Regions from separate parts of the Sus scrofa genome. Here regions 2 and 3 are each linked to region 1. Evidence: chromatin contacts called from public Hi-C and HiChIP or PLAC-seq data. All regions are on one chromosome and are shown on one strand. The core of a region is the stretch at or near the end of the contact, and the rest is flanking DNA. Distances in the headings are between cores, read along the strand shown. Region 1 holds the start of FGFR1OP (FGFR1 oncogene partner). Region 2 overlaps RPS6KA2 (ribosomal protein S6 kinase alpha-2). Region 3 overlaps RPS6KA2 (ribosomal protein S6 kinase alpha-2).

Region 1 (4,261 bases), core at 593-3,092:
AAGGTAAGGGCTGGAATGCAGCTTACTGGGGAGAGGATTCTGGAAAATGCCAGCCGAGGAAGGTGACCACGCCAGGAGGGGAACTAATGAAGACTGGGTTCCCAAGCAGGTTCCTCTTTAACTGGCGCTCAAACCGGAAGCACTAAAAGCTAGTGGAGAACACACCTTGGACGCACGTCCTGTCCCAGGGGTTCCCACGCATTGTTGCAGGTGCTCTGGGGAGATACACATTCCGGGGCTCTTCAGGTCCGCCCCAAACGCGGGCAGAGCGGCCTCTGGTGGTTGGAAAACGCCATGGCAGGCAAATCATCTCGGGCGCCGACAGCTGCAGGCTGGCCCAGCTGCAGCAAAGGTTCTGTTTGAAGGGCATAGGGGCTCTGCCGACAGAACTGTTACAGAGGGTCTCCTAATATTGTGAATGCTGCTGATTGCTTTTCAATCCGCTACAACGTTTGCAAGGTGCAATTACCCTTGCAGAGGAGATTTTCATAGTATAAAGATAAAACTCTAACAACATGGGGGAGTGAGAGAATATAAGTACGCCAATTTCCTCATCGCTCATTGCGGGGAGCCAGCAGGTAAGAGGTACTTTTATAAATAATGATTCAGATAAAGTCACAAAATTTTCCCCCGTTGGAACTAAAAGTAATGTAATTTTTAAACTTAGGAGTTGAAAGAGAAAATATATTCTTACCCTTTGAAAAGATACTGTTCGTGGTTGACGGGTCAGGACGTACATCATTTACAGCTATAATGAAAAGAACCAGAAGACCTAGAAAGAAATTGTAGTTGGGTCTACAATACGCAGGTGATAGGTGAGTAGGTAGGGTGGACACAGAGACTTTTAATGTTTCTCCCTTCTGTTTGGATTTTTAACCATTGGTATGAGTTACTTCCACAACAAACAAAACAAAGGCAAATGAGACATGGTCTAATTACAAAAAAAACAACAACAAAAAAACAACTTTCAAACACCCTTTAATGGAATATTACCCAGAAGTTAAAAAGAATGAGGCTCAATCTATAAATATATACATCAAAAGACGTTATAGAAACTCAGTAAGCATAGGCTCCAAATTAGGAGAGTGGAAAAAGTACTTGCGTGTATGTAACGTATCTATGTATAAGGTTGTCTGGAAAGACCTATACCAATTTGAACAGATGCTGCCTGTGGAGGAGGAGATGGGCTGGTCAGGACACCTCGACTTTTACTTTCTTACTTGACAAATAGCATTTGTATCTCACGAGAATCTGCAGACCACCCGTATTCCCTGAGAAAATGATTCCTTAAGACCCGCTACAGACCCACGGAGTGAGAGTCCCGGGGAATTCTAGAATCTGTATTTTCTCCTTTAAGGTAGTTGTGAAACCCCTCACCTTCCCCGTTATTGCAAAACTGTGCGAGCACACAGAGTGTGAAGAACAGCACAACGGCATACTGCATATACCCTTCACTGCGCCGCACCGTGTGAATGTGCCCTCTCGATGAGCGTGCACACCTGCACACACACGCACGTAAGCACATGCCTCTCAGTAAGCGTGCACACCTGTACTCACACATTTCGGCCGCACCTTGGAAAGCAGTAGCAGACTCAGGACCTTGCCCCGGATTCCAGCACGCGCGTCCACAGCAGCAGCCTGCAGGCACACCTGAAACACTTCAAACACCTCTCTTTACCCAACCTCCGCGGCCCGGCCCGGCGCGGATCCCCAGAACCGCGGGTTCACCGCCCACGCCTCTGAAGATCCCGCCCCCGAGGCCCCGCCCACCTGGCGGCGTCCCGAGGCCCCGCCCCGACGGGGGCGGGCCGCGCGCCAGCGTCGGGGGCGTGGTCTCGGCTGCGTGCCTACGCGCCGTGCGGGCTGCGGCGTCGGCCGTTGGCGCGGCTTGGGCGGTTGTCTTGGAGAAGCAAGATGGCGGCGACGGCGGCCGCGGTGGTGGCGGAGGAGGACACCGAGCTGCGGGACCTGCTGGTGCAGACGCTGGAGAACAGCGGGGTCCTGAACCGCATCAAGGTAGGGCGGGAGACCGGGGCCCGGAGGAGGGGAGGCCGGCCGCGCTTGCGGGCCGCGGGGCCTTTGTGGACGGCGAGCATCACAAAGGGGCGCGGGGCGCGTCGGCAGTACCGCCGGGGCTGAGGTCCGAGCCCGCGGGCTCCCTCGGAGCGGTCCACGCGGGGTCAAGGGTCACTCCCGGGGAGCCTCACGGCCCGGCCAGCCTTAGTCGGAGGAGGCCGACCCCGGCGTCCAGTCCCCGGCTGCCCCCACCCCGTCCCCACACGGCGTCCGGGGGTCCAGTCCCCGGCTGCCCCCCGCCCCCGGCGTCCGGGGGTCCAACGCCGCATGCTCCCTGGCTCTTCCCCGCCTTTGGTCTCAGCTGTCGGGCGGCGAGCGTCTCCACCTGTAAATGGACTTACAGAGCGTAAACCAGAGAGGTGGGTGCTGAGAGACACCCCAGGGCAGGATGGGGGACTTGGGAACCACAGGTCCCTTTCTTCACGGCGTCTCAGGACGCTTTCCGACGTGTCTGTGCACCTGCCGACTAAGCACTATCAACCTGCCCCTTTTCGTTTTGAGTTTTGAAATTGCCGCGTGTGCGCTTCTTGTTATGAAAATTGCCTTGATAATTTTTGTTCCTTTCCTCACCGCACCTCCCTCCCTTTTCAAAGGCCGAACTCCGAGCTGCTGTGTTTTTAGCACTAGAGGAGCAGGAAAAAGTAGAGGTATGAAATCGACAAATCGTAATGACTGTGTTCCTTTATGGTTAATTTCTTTTTCTTTTTTTTTTTTTTTTTTGTCTTTTTTGTTGTTGTTGTTGTTGTTGTTGTTGTTGCTATTTCTTGGGCCGCTCCCTCGGCATATGGAGGTTCCCAGGCCAGGGGTTGAATCGGAGCTGTAGCCACCGGCCTACGCCAGAGCCACAGCAACGCGGGATCCGAGCCACGTCTGCAACCTACACCACAGCTCAGGGCAACGCCGGATCGTTAACCCACTGAGCAAGGGCAGGGACCTAACCCTCAACCTCGTGGTTCCTCGTCGGATTCGTTAACCACTGCGCCACGACGGGAACTCCTATGGTTAATTTCTAATTGCCCAAAAACCATTCTAAATGTTGTGTATAGTGGGGCATAGCCAAGGATGATTTTGAACTTTAGTGTTGGGAGAGAGTCAAGATTATTCTCTCTTCGTGTATATTTTAGAGTTTGGGGGTAAAGAAAGTTAAGGCCGGTGCTAAATTTCATAGGTCCCTCTCCGCTGGGGACATCTGAAACACAGGTTAAAGCAGGAAGAAAAGGTTTCATTGTCAACAAGTTTACCGCAGGATCGGTCAGAACCTTTAACCTGCCCATATGCCTGCGAATCCCCACCAGGTGGAGGGGGTAGGAGGCAGCTTTCCCCCAGGTTATCTGGCCCCTGAGTTATTTTATTTTACTTATTTATTTATTTTTGTCTTTTTGCCTTTTCTAGGGCTGCTCCCGCTGCATATGGAGGTTCCCAGGCTAGGGGTCTAATCGGAGCTGTAGCTGCCGGCCTACGCCAGAGCCACAGCAACGCAGGATCCTTAACCCACTGAGGGAGGCCAGGGATTGAACCCGAAACCACATGGTTCCTAGTCAGATTCGTTAACCACTGTGCCACGACGGGAACTCCCTGAGTTATTTTAAAATCATGTCATTTTGGAAGTTCTCTTGTGGTGAAGTGGGCTCAGGATCCAGCATTGTCACCGCAGTGGCTCAGGTCACTGCCTTGGCGTGGGTTTTATCCTTGGCCTGGGAACTTCCACATGCCTCAGGCACTGCCTCCTCCCCTCAAAATCTTGTAGTCTTTTCTTGGGTCACAGGTCCAGTCACTTCTCTGTTTACAGGTGTATTTAGTGTTTCTCTCTGTGGCAGGTCTACCACTGTCTGAGTAAAACCCCCGGCCTGTTGGCAACTGCGTGGTCAAGGCCTCGCTTTCCCCTGACAGCTCAGTGTCTTCTCCTCACTTTGGACTCCGGTTCCCCTTTACCTTCCTGAAGGCCTTCAGTTCTTGCCTCTTCTGTCTTTGTCCTCGCTGAGCTGCCCTTGTTCTTAGCTGATCTGGACCCCGTGGTCCGGGTCTCAGGGGCCCTCACTGCCTTGCCCTTCGCCATGCTTGGTCTGAGGACAGTCTCAGGGGTCCCTGCGCTCAGCAGATGAGCTCCCTCCCCGTCTGGAGCGGCTGAGGCCCCCCCGGGGGGGGGTGCTTCCCACCCCGGGAGGCCCTGGGCCTTCCCACCGGC
Region 2 (4,261 bases), core at 783-3,282, 250 kb before region 1:
AGACAGAGGCTTTACAATAAACTTGGCATTGCGATGAAGAAAAACTTACTAGGTATAAAGGTAAATACTCTTCTAAGAGTATTATTATTATTATTATTATTTTGGTCAACTTTCATTTTGAAAATACCTGACACCCAGGAAAATGACTTATTTCAATGAACTTATGCTTCATTTCTGTCAACATAAGGTTTAAAGCCATCTCCTCCATTAATTAAGAGTTGTATTTGTTCGAAAGATACGGCTTACCCTCAGAAACCAGCCACAAAGATTCTACCTAGCACTTAAAAAATTCTCATTTAGTGATATCATAAGAGAAACTTTTAAAACAAGTAATTTCCTGTTGCCTCCATGTCCATTCCTGAGCTTTGCTTAAAGACCGCTTAATTGTTACAGAACCCATGTCTCCATTTAATATCATGGCAGCCGGGACAAAGAAACCCAAGATGAAAAATGTGACATTGTTCCAATCGATTTGACTTCATTAGAAACAAACACACCAAAACCTCCATAGGTGCCAGCCTGTGGCAAAGGCGAGGGCAATGTCAAAAGAACTCTCTAGGTTCTGTCATCAGCTCCCTTGCCCTCCCTCCCCCCAAAACACACCCCACAGTGTCTCTCTCTCTTTTTTTTTTTACTGAAACATGCTTCACGGTTTGGTCATCTATAGATTCAACAATGTAGTTTGGACACTGGGATGAAGAGATTAAGATATGATTGTTGAAATACAAAACACACTGGAAAACCATCTGCAGACACCTCTGGAAACCCAAAGATGACAAGATGCAAAACCGGAGAAAAAGGACATGATTTTCAGTCCTGTGGGTTTCAGGACGAATCTTTATCAAACCTGGGGCTGCAAGGATATTGCATCAGGCACTTTACTACTGAGCATCGTTGTTTCAGACTGGTCCAAGTAGGCTGTGTTGCTGTCTTTTTTTTTTTTTTCCTAAGCTCCTTTTGTCATTTCTTCACTGATTTCAAATACACAAATGATCTACACTACATGGTAGTATTTGTGTGGCTCTGTAAAATAAAACACTGTAAAATAAACCCCATCAACACCAGCCATCCAGCGGAGGATAGGGTTGGGGAGGTTCTGTACTGGGGACTCTGGGGTGCCACACGGAGGCTGCACAGGCTGAAATGCCCCCCACCCAGAGCAGCTCTGCGGGACCAGGATGACCACCCCAAATCCTGCGCAGAGAGTGGAACAAAATTCGTTAGAAATTCAGTGGGGGCAGAGCTCCGTCCCTGCTGAGGACCCAAGAACCTGTCCAATTATTACTAAGTCCCAACAATAAGGGTCGGTTTTAGGAAAACCGGACTAGCTCTCAACTTTAATTCCCCGACGTGGGTCCCGGGGTGAATGTGCATGTGACAATAGGAAAGGGTTCTGGATGGCCCCAAGACCCGCAGCATCCTCCAGGGCGCGGCGGGGACCTGGGAACCTGCGCGCACAGAGGCCAGGGCATTTACCTCGAGTCGGCTAAGACTGGAGCTCTTGGAGCGCGACTTCTTGCGCAGGTACACGGAGAAGAACCTGCGCACGGTGAACTTCTTCATGCTCAGCTCCATCGCCCGGCGCCCAGCCGCGAGGAGCCGCAGGGCCGGAGGACGCGCATCCCCAGCGCATCCCAGGCGCGCGGGGTTAGGTCCGCGTGAGGGCACGAGCTGCCGGGGAGCCCGGCGCGGCGGCCATCGGCGCGGGGCGCGGGCTGCGGGCACAAAGGGCAGGCCGAGCCGGCCACGGAGGCCGGGGGCCCAGCGCTCCCTCCTCCCCCTCCTCCTCCTCCTCCTCCCGCTGCCTGCGAGGACCAGCCCGGGGGCAGCCCCGCCCCGCTCCGCCCCGCCCACAGCCACTACTGCCAATTAGCACCCGCCTGCCCGCCCCACCCTCCGCCACTACCACCAATCAGAGTCCGCCGGCCCAGGCTCTCCCTCCTCCTCCTCCTCCTCCTCAGGTCCAGCGAGGACCAGCCCTGGACAGCCTCGCCCCTTCCCCGCCCCCGCCACTACCGCCAATCAGAGCCAGTCGCCACACCCAGCCACGCCCACCTCCTCTTTCTCCGCCACTACTACCAATCAGCGCCCACCGCCTCACTGCCCCAGGCGTTCACTTCTTCTCCCGCCTCCTCCCGCACTCCGCTCCACGCGGCTCCACCCCGCCCCCCGCCCCCTCCGCCAATCAGCGCCCCCGGCGGCGCATGCCTAATGAGCCCGCGGAGTGTAGTGCTCAGCGCGGGGCTGGCGGTGCAGCTGCTCAGCTGCGCCTGTCGCTTGCTCTCTGTTCTACTTCGTCGGCCTGCTGGGCTTTTTTCTAGCTTGGTATGTCATTAGGTTTTCTGCCCTTAAAACGTCCACACACACACTTTTGCATATTGCTCTTCTGCTCAGAACAAAATTTTGTTGATTAGCAAGCACTTCTAGAAAATGGAACGAAATGGGGCGGGGGGGTGGGGGGGTGAGGGGACCACGAGCCTGCACACGTATGCTCTGCACCTCTTTTCGCCCTTTGGCCCTAGTGGCTCCTCAGGCACTCCATCCCCAAAGCCCAGGAGCTCGACCTGAGGGTCCGCCAGTGCGGCCCCCCCCCCCCCAGTGATGTACTGATCCCTACCCGGCCAGGGATGCCGGCAGCCAGCTGGGGAAGCCTCCCTGCTGTGTTTGGAGAACAAAAGACACACATCCGCTCTCCGTGACCTCCGACTCCATATATAGAAAATTATCCAAACGGATGACTTATCAGGGCCTGAACAGTGTCCTGAGTCAGGGCTCTCAGAGACCAGCTGCTGGCTATAGGGCCGTGAGGGATTTGCCTTAAAGGGGAACACACCTTTTTTCCCCCCAGAAATGCTCACCAGAGGACTGTAGGCAGTTCCAGATTTGTGAGCTTAGGACACTGTGGAGCCTTTTCTGCCATCCTCTTGTGCACTGCCCACGTAATTTTAGGTTTAAAATAGGGTCAATCTCATTAGCATATTGCCACCACCCCCCTGAAAAGTCCAGAAGCATTCTTGCATGCTGTGCTGTGAGACAAATACTGCTTTGTCAGGCAGATTGTGAAAAAAATCTACAGGTCATAGCATCCCCTGGCTTAATCAAAGGTGGCATTAATATCTGCGTCTGGCTATCTTTGCTAAAGTGAGTAAAAGAAGGTGGATGCCGTGAAATAAGGACCGGTAAATTCATGCTGTGTCTGGGTCAAGAGGTGAGGTCAGATACTCTCCCTGGGTTTTAATGGTGGTGAGCGTAGGGTTTAGCATCAAGATCCTGGGGTTGCCACTGCCTTGCATGGTGAGCTTAAGCACACTTTCATGTTTTGTGTTTCCATTGAGCATCTCTAAGATGAAAACACAACATGCCCCAAACCGGTTCCTGCTTCCCTCAGGGATTCTGCTGCAGAGCTGTTACCTGTCCTCTGGGAACCAGCTTCTTACCACCTTGTGTCTCCTGCCACCACCACTCAGGCATTCCCAGCTCGAAGCAAACAAGGCCAGGGCTGTGCCACATTGCTGCTCTGGCAGAGAGCAGCTAATGGACAGCACACGTGGGGCCGGGCACCAGCTCCAGGAATAAGGGCGGGGCTGGCCAGGGGTAGCTGGTACGACCAGCCAGACTCAGGAGTACAGTCTGCCAACCATGCCCTCTCAGGGGCAACGTGCTCAGGACAAAAGCCTGGGGGCAGGCCCAGATCAAGGTTTGTGTTTTGCCAACAAGAGCATTCTGACCTGGTGTAACGGGACAAGGAAATGTCTTCTGAGACATTCATGATCCCGTATATTTGAGCACGATGACATGGCTCTCTATGGAGCTCGAACATCTCAAAAGAAAAAGAAGAAAGAAACTTTCAAATTTCAACTGAGGAATCCATTTCACTGCAGGAACAAGTCTGTTTACCTTTGTCTTTGTCCTGGTAAAAAAGAGCGGCATTGAAATCTCTAGCAATCATTTGCCCCCACTATGTCTGCCTATATGGCCTCCAGACCCCAAAATCTGGGGTAGGAATCAGGGCCCACTTTTACCTGAGTCCAAACAACCCTTTGCAAACATTGGAAAAGAAAAGGTGACCTTGATAAAGGCTGGTGCCCGATGCCAGGGTGGGAAGGCGGAGAGAAGACCAAGAGCTTGGCAGATGCCCTATTATCTCCGGTTTCTCCCCGCCTCCGGCACGGTCAGTCTGGGACTGAGTCCACGGCTACCGCTGCTTCTAAGAGAGGCTCAGACTGGCCAGTGTGCCTTGAGTCCAGCACAACACACGATT
Region 3 (4,261 bases), core at 701-3,200, 140 kb before region 1:
CTGACCAGGGCTGGGTTAGTGGGGCGAGGGCAGCTCAGCTACTCTGCACAGACAGCCAGCTCCGTAGCAGAACTTCTGCCCCCCAAACAGACTGAAAAACCACATTTCTGCCCTGCCTCCCTCTGCCCCACCCACTTTAATGTCATCTGTCACCTTCACCTTGTCAACACTGCCGAGTACACCTGCAAATACCAGTTCATCTGTTTCAATGAAGGCAGAAGCAAGAGAAGCTTTGATGGAAAAAGACACAGTGAAACAGAAAAATCCCCCTTATTCTAAGGCTACAAATCCTTAGAGCATCAGTTCAGTTTTGGACGAGAAGAGTAAAGCAGGGTCATTACAAAGCAAAACAGAAAGGAGAAGCCAGCTCACGCTCCCTTTTCAAAATTCTAATCTGAAAGCTGGTTTCGTGACTCAGCTGGAGGCTTCCTGTTAAAAAGGCCGGGGGTCCACTTGCCAGGAACTGGGAAAAAGAGGCTGGGGCACAGTTAATACCTGACCACCAGTTGTGGAGCGGCCGCCACAGTCAAGGCACGTCAGCAGCATTTTAACTAAATTTCCCTTCAAAGAATTAGTTTGAGTCGCCACCTTATTTAATTGCATACTGAGGTATCTGGACAAAAAAACAGACTGTTTCGCAAATTTTAGGAACTAAAACACACACACGCACCCCCCCCGCCGAAGTCCAGCAGGTGGACAGGTGTGTGGGGGCACGTGGCCTGTCCTCACGCCCGGGCACAGCTTTGGCCTCACCCTTCGTCTTCACCCAGGTTCGTCTGCCCTTGTCTGCCCGGCGTGAGGCTGCACCCCCGCCTCAAGCCCCACAGCGTCACCACCACGAGGGGCCTCGCTCCCCTGCTCCAAATAGCCGGAAATCCGAGGGAACAGTAGCTTTTTCTTTCTTATCAAGTTCCACCGAATCAATAGTTTCGCCCAGTGCGACTCTCTGAAAGGGGCGTGTGTGCTCATCCCGAAGCAGGTTTTAAAAAGAGGAGAAAGACAGCAGGATCCCGGAGCGTCCTCGTGGGGCCGCCGCCGGAGGGGGCGTGCCGGGCAAGGAAACACCCTCCCCTCGGAAATTCAGCCTCTTCTGCCCCCTTTTAAATTGCTTCCTGGAGCATCAAATAAAGAGGGAAACTGAACTTGAGAAAAAGGAAAAGTAACTGCTACATGGAGGCCGCGGTGGGTTTACCAGGTGAGGGACCTTGTGGCCCAGGTGCTGCATCTGCCCACCTGCAGCCCCCAGGCCCCGCCTGCTGCGGCCCCCAGGCCCCGCCTGCTGCGGCCCCCAGGCCCCGCCTGCTGCGGCCCCCAGGCCCCGCCTGCTGCGGCCCCCAGGCCCCGCCTGCTGCGGCCCCCAGGCCCCGCCTGCTGCGGCCCCCAGGCCCCGCCTGCTGCGGCCCCCAGGCCCCGCCTGCTGCGGCCCCCAGGCCCCGCCTGCTGCGGCCCCCAGGCCCCGCCTGCTGCGGCCCCCAGGCCCCGCCTGCTGCGGCCCCCAGGCCCCGCCTGCTGCGGCCCCCAGGCCCCGCCTGCTGCGGCCCCCAGGCCCCGCCTGGGAAAACATGGTTATGCTTCCAGGCGAAGCTGTGAGGAGCGCCGTTCACACTCCAGCGGCTAAGCCTGTGCTAGGATTTTAAACAGGAGACCCCCGAATGCTCTCGGCTGGTGTGACAATCTGTGTAACAGCAAGTCTTACAAAGGCCCTGAAACACACGTGGAAAGAGAGGGAGCGGTGAGCTCATCCAGGCCCGCGTCTCAGGGCCTGTTCCGCCTCCACGGGGCCCCGGGCCTGCCCGTGTGAGGGCTGCTTTGTGGTTTTCACCCTGAACATAAGAACGGCTTCCGCCCGCCACACTCAAGGTGGATCTGAAAACACGGCCGAGGGTTTTGCCCACTCAGGGGCTAAGGGTCCCGGAGGGCGCAGGCGGCCCCGGCCGCCGCCGTGCTGCTCTCGGAGCCCCCGGAAGACCAGCCCCGGCGTGACCGGGCCTGATGGAAGGCGCTCTGCCCGAAAGGCTTCGAGTCCCCACCGCGGCTCGGCCGGCCCCAGGCCCCCGTCTCGAGCACACCCGGTACCCGGTCCATCGCCCCCCAGACTCCTTCTTGTTTTATTTCTCTGTTCATTTCCACAACCAAGAGAGACGTGTGCTCGGTCTGGGGTTTGTGAGGACGCAAAGGAGGAGGAGAGCTGCTTTTTCCAGGAGACACGCCGTTCCTCGTGCGCCCTGCTGCTTCCACTTAAAGCCAAATAAAGTTCTGCTAAGACTCACCAGCTAGAGCGCCATTATTTTTTTTCTGAAAAGACTGAAGTAGACAGAGAAAATGTTTTGAGAGGACTACCTCCTGCCGCTGCAGCCCAGCTTGTGTCCCGAGTTTGCTGAAATTAGGATGCAGTACCAAACAGTACTGCCGTTTGTCTAGTCCCTCGGCTACGACAATCAGGAGCACCTTGAGGTGTTGTCTAGCCTGGTGAGTGGGCGTTAATTTTTTATTTCTTCCGACAATTTTTATGTCGAATAAGGAAATCTCATTTACAAGATGGTATTAACAAGAGCCTATTTTTCAACCAAATTCTTTGTGTTGGGCTGTTAATAAAAATACAAGCCAGACCCAGAGAGGAGAACCCCAACTGTGCGAAAAGTAAACCACTGGCATCCAGTGACACGCGCTGTGTGCGTGGAGGTCCGTGACCAAATGCAAAATCACGGCCAGTCACGAGCCAGCGTCCTTTGCTCCAGATCACGGGTCCCGGAACCAGCCAGGCCTCCGGACAGGCCCTCGGGACCCCCAGACCCACAGAGAGTCCCTGAGAAGCCGTCACTTCGTGGAGCAGCTCCTGACCTGCACAGGCTGCAGGCGGCCCACCACCTCGACGAGGCCAGAGAGGCTGCCGAGCATGCGGAAAACCGGGAGAATGTCTGCCTTGCAGCGACAGAGCGTCGTTTGACGTGTTCACATAAATGAAACAAGCCTGACCAGAACCCAGGCTTCTGTGACCTGTGTGGTCGCCACAGGGAACGGGCCCGCGGTACCCTCCCTGTTTGGGGGGGAATATTTCCCCCTAACAATGACAGGTGCCTGGCTTCCTGGTAGAGGTAGCATTACCACCTGCTGGGACCATGGGAGAAACAAAACACCCGTAAAGCCACCTTATAAAAGTCCTTATTGATAATGTTAGTTTTCACATCAGGCAGCCGCTTGAAATGGGGCCAGAAAGCCACCTCCATCTAAAGGATCCACTTTAGGCCTAACTCCTAGAAAAGCTTCCGAAGAGAAGCCACACTCCTGACACAGTATGGACTGCGAGCAGACCCCACGGGCCAGCGTCTCGGTGCCGCCCGGCGCTGCTGTCACCTTCGCTGCTTGTCACTCCAGCTTATTGTGAGGGCACGGATCCGAGTTTTCAAAGGAAGGCAGCACAGAAGTCACGTGTATTATACCCCCATGCTCCACAACCTCAGAGGCAGACCCAGGCTGCAGAGAAAGCAGGGTGCCATCCCGTTTGTCACACAGGCAGACCCCTGCCGTACGGAGAAGTCATTGCACAACCCAAGTTCACACAGAATGTCAGTTTTTGTCTTACAGGGCGGGACACGGCTCTTCTGGAAACACACCCCGGTGGCTCCACTAGACGCCGGGCAGCATAAAATAACCAAAGAAACTGGGAAAAAACCCTTCACGCTTGGCATTTTTTGATGCGACTGATGCGCGCGTGGAGAGGCACCAGCCGGCGTGTCACTTACCTTGACCTCCGCAGCCGCCCTGGCCTCCAGCGAGGTGGCGTCCCCCTTGCCCTGTGGAAGCAGAGGGGGGGAAACGCTGTAAGTCACAGGACAGGACGCTCAGCAGCCTCCTCATCGGGGGCAGTTACACAGGCACTCACCGAGCCTGGGAATTTTTTATGTCTAAACATAAATCGCCACATGATTTTAAATAATCGGAGGCTTTGCGACTAGCTTTCAGGAAGCCCTTCAGTAAGTAAACACCAGAAGAAGGGAACTTGCAAACGTTTGTGCAACTCTGACCATTCAGCCCAAGGAAGTGGTGCTGCTCCCATCACCAACCTCAAAAGGCAAAACCGAAAAAAAAGGCACTTGTTAATCTCCGAGGCACAGCGTGTAACCAAGAGCTGCGGTTATCGCGGGCAGGGCTGGGCCAACGTCCTCGTGTGACTCCAAGGCCCTCCGGCCTACGGGAGAGGCTCCTTGCAGCTGCAGGACGGCAGCACTTCCATCTGTACACAGGCTGAGGACACCTGGTT

Evidence for each region. Hi-C and Micro-C count contacts between places; a contact is called where the count stands out from the background. HiChIP or PLAC-seq counts read pairs in DNA pulled down with a chosen protein or histone mark.
Region 2: an H3K27ac HiChIP or PLAC-seq map of skeletal muscle shows a contact between it and region 1, with 2.1 times the contacts expected there. The contact joins the enhancer-like site here to the promoter of FGFR1OP in region 1. A contact is called at or near these places in 1 of 5 promoter capture datasets (liver), 5 of 47 Hi-C or Micro-C datasets (embryonic fibroblasts, epiblast stem cells, fetal liver and 2 more) and 1 of 2 datasets of contacts at active chromatin or transcription factors (skeletal muscle).
Region 3: a contact with region 1 is called in a Hi-C map of undifferentiated spermatogonia, with 2.9 times the contacts expected there. The contact joins the enhancer-like site here to the promoter of FGFR1OP in region 1. A contact is called at or near these places in 4 of 5 promoter capture datasets (fetal liver, liver and skeletal muscle), 36 of 47 Hi-C or Micro-C datasets (adipose tissue, alveolar macrophages, blood and 18 more) and 2 of 2 datasets of contacts at active chromatin or transcription factors (alveolar macrophages and skeletal muscle).

The regions. Positions count from the first base shown.
Region 1 is chr1:2,118,413-2,122,673 of Sscrofa11.1, reverse strand. FGFR1OP (FGFR1 oncogene partner) reads left to right here and starts at 1,842. Exons shown (of 14, transcript XR_002342214.1): 1 at 1,842-2,016; 2 at 2,670-2,723. LOC102157461 (a long non-coding RNA gene) reads right to left here and starts at 1,738. Exons shown (of 3, transcript XR_002342227.1): 1 at 1,573-1,738; 2 at 166-772.
Region 2 is chr1:2,372,577-2,376,837 of Sscrofa11.1, reverse strand. All of the region lies in intron 3 of RPS6KA2 (ribosomal protein S6 kinase alpha-2), which reads right to left. Among named protein-coding and RNA genes, the nearest start is that of MPC1, 170 kb to the left of the region's middle. Within about 2 kb of position 2,032, at least 53 of the 83 cell types and tissues checked have an H3K27ac peak or open chromatin away from gene starts, as enhancers often do. A contact at or near this core is called in embryonic fibroblasts and skeletal muscle, where this site is marked.
Region 3 is chr1:2,261,635-2,265,895 of Sscrofa11.1, reverse strand. It overlaps RPS6KA2 (ribosomal protein S6 kinase alpha-2), which reads right to left. Exons shown (of 24, transcript XM_021086109.1): 3 at 3,744-3,794. Among named protein-coding and RNA genes, the nearest start is that of RPS6KA2, 60 kb to the right of the region's middle. Within about 2 kb of position 1,950, at least 14 of the 83 cell types and tissues checked have an H3K27ac peak or open chromatin away from gene starts, as enhancers often do. A contact at or near this core is called in adipose tissue, fetal liver and undifferentiated spermatogonia, where this site is marked.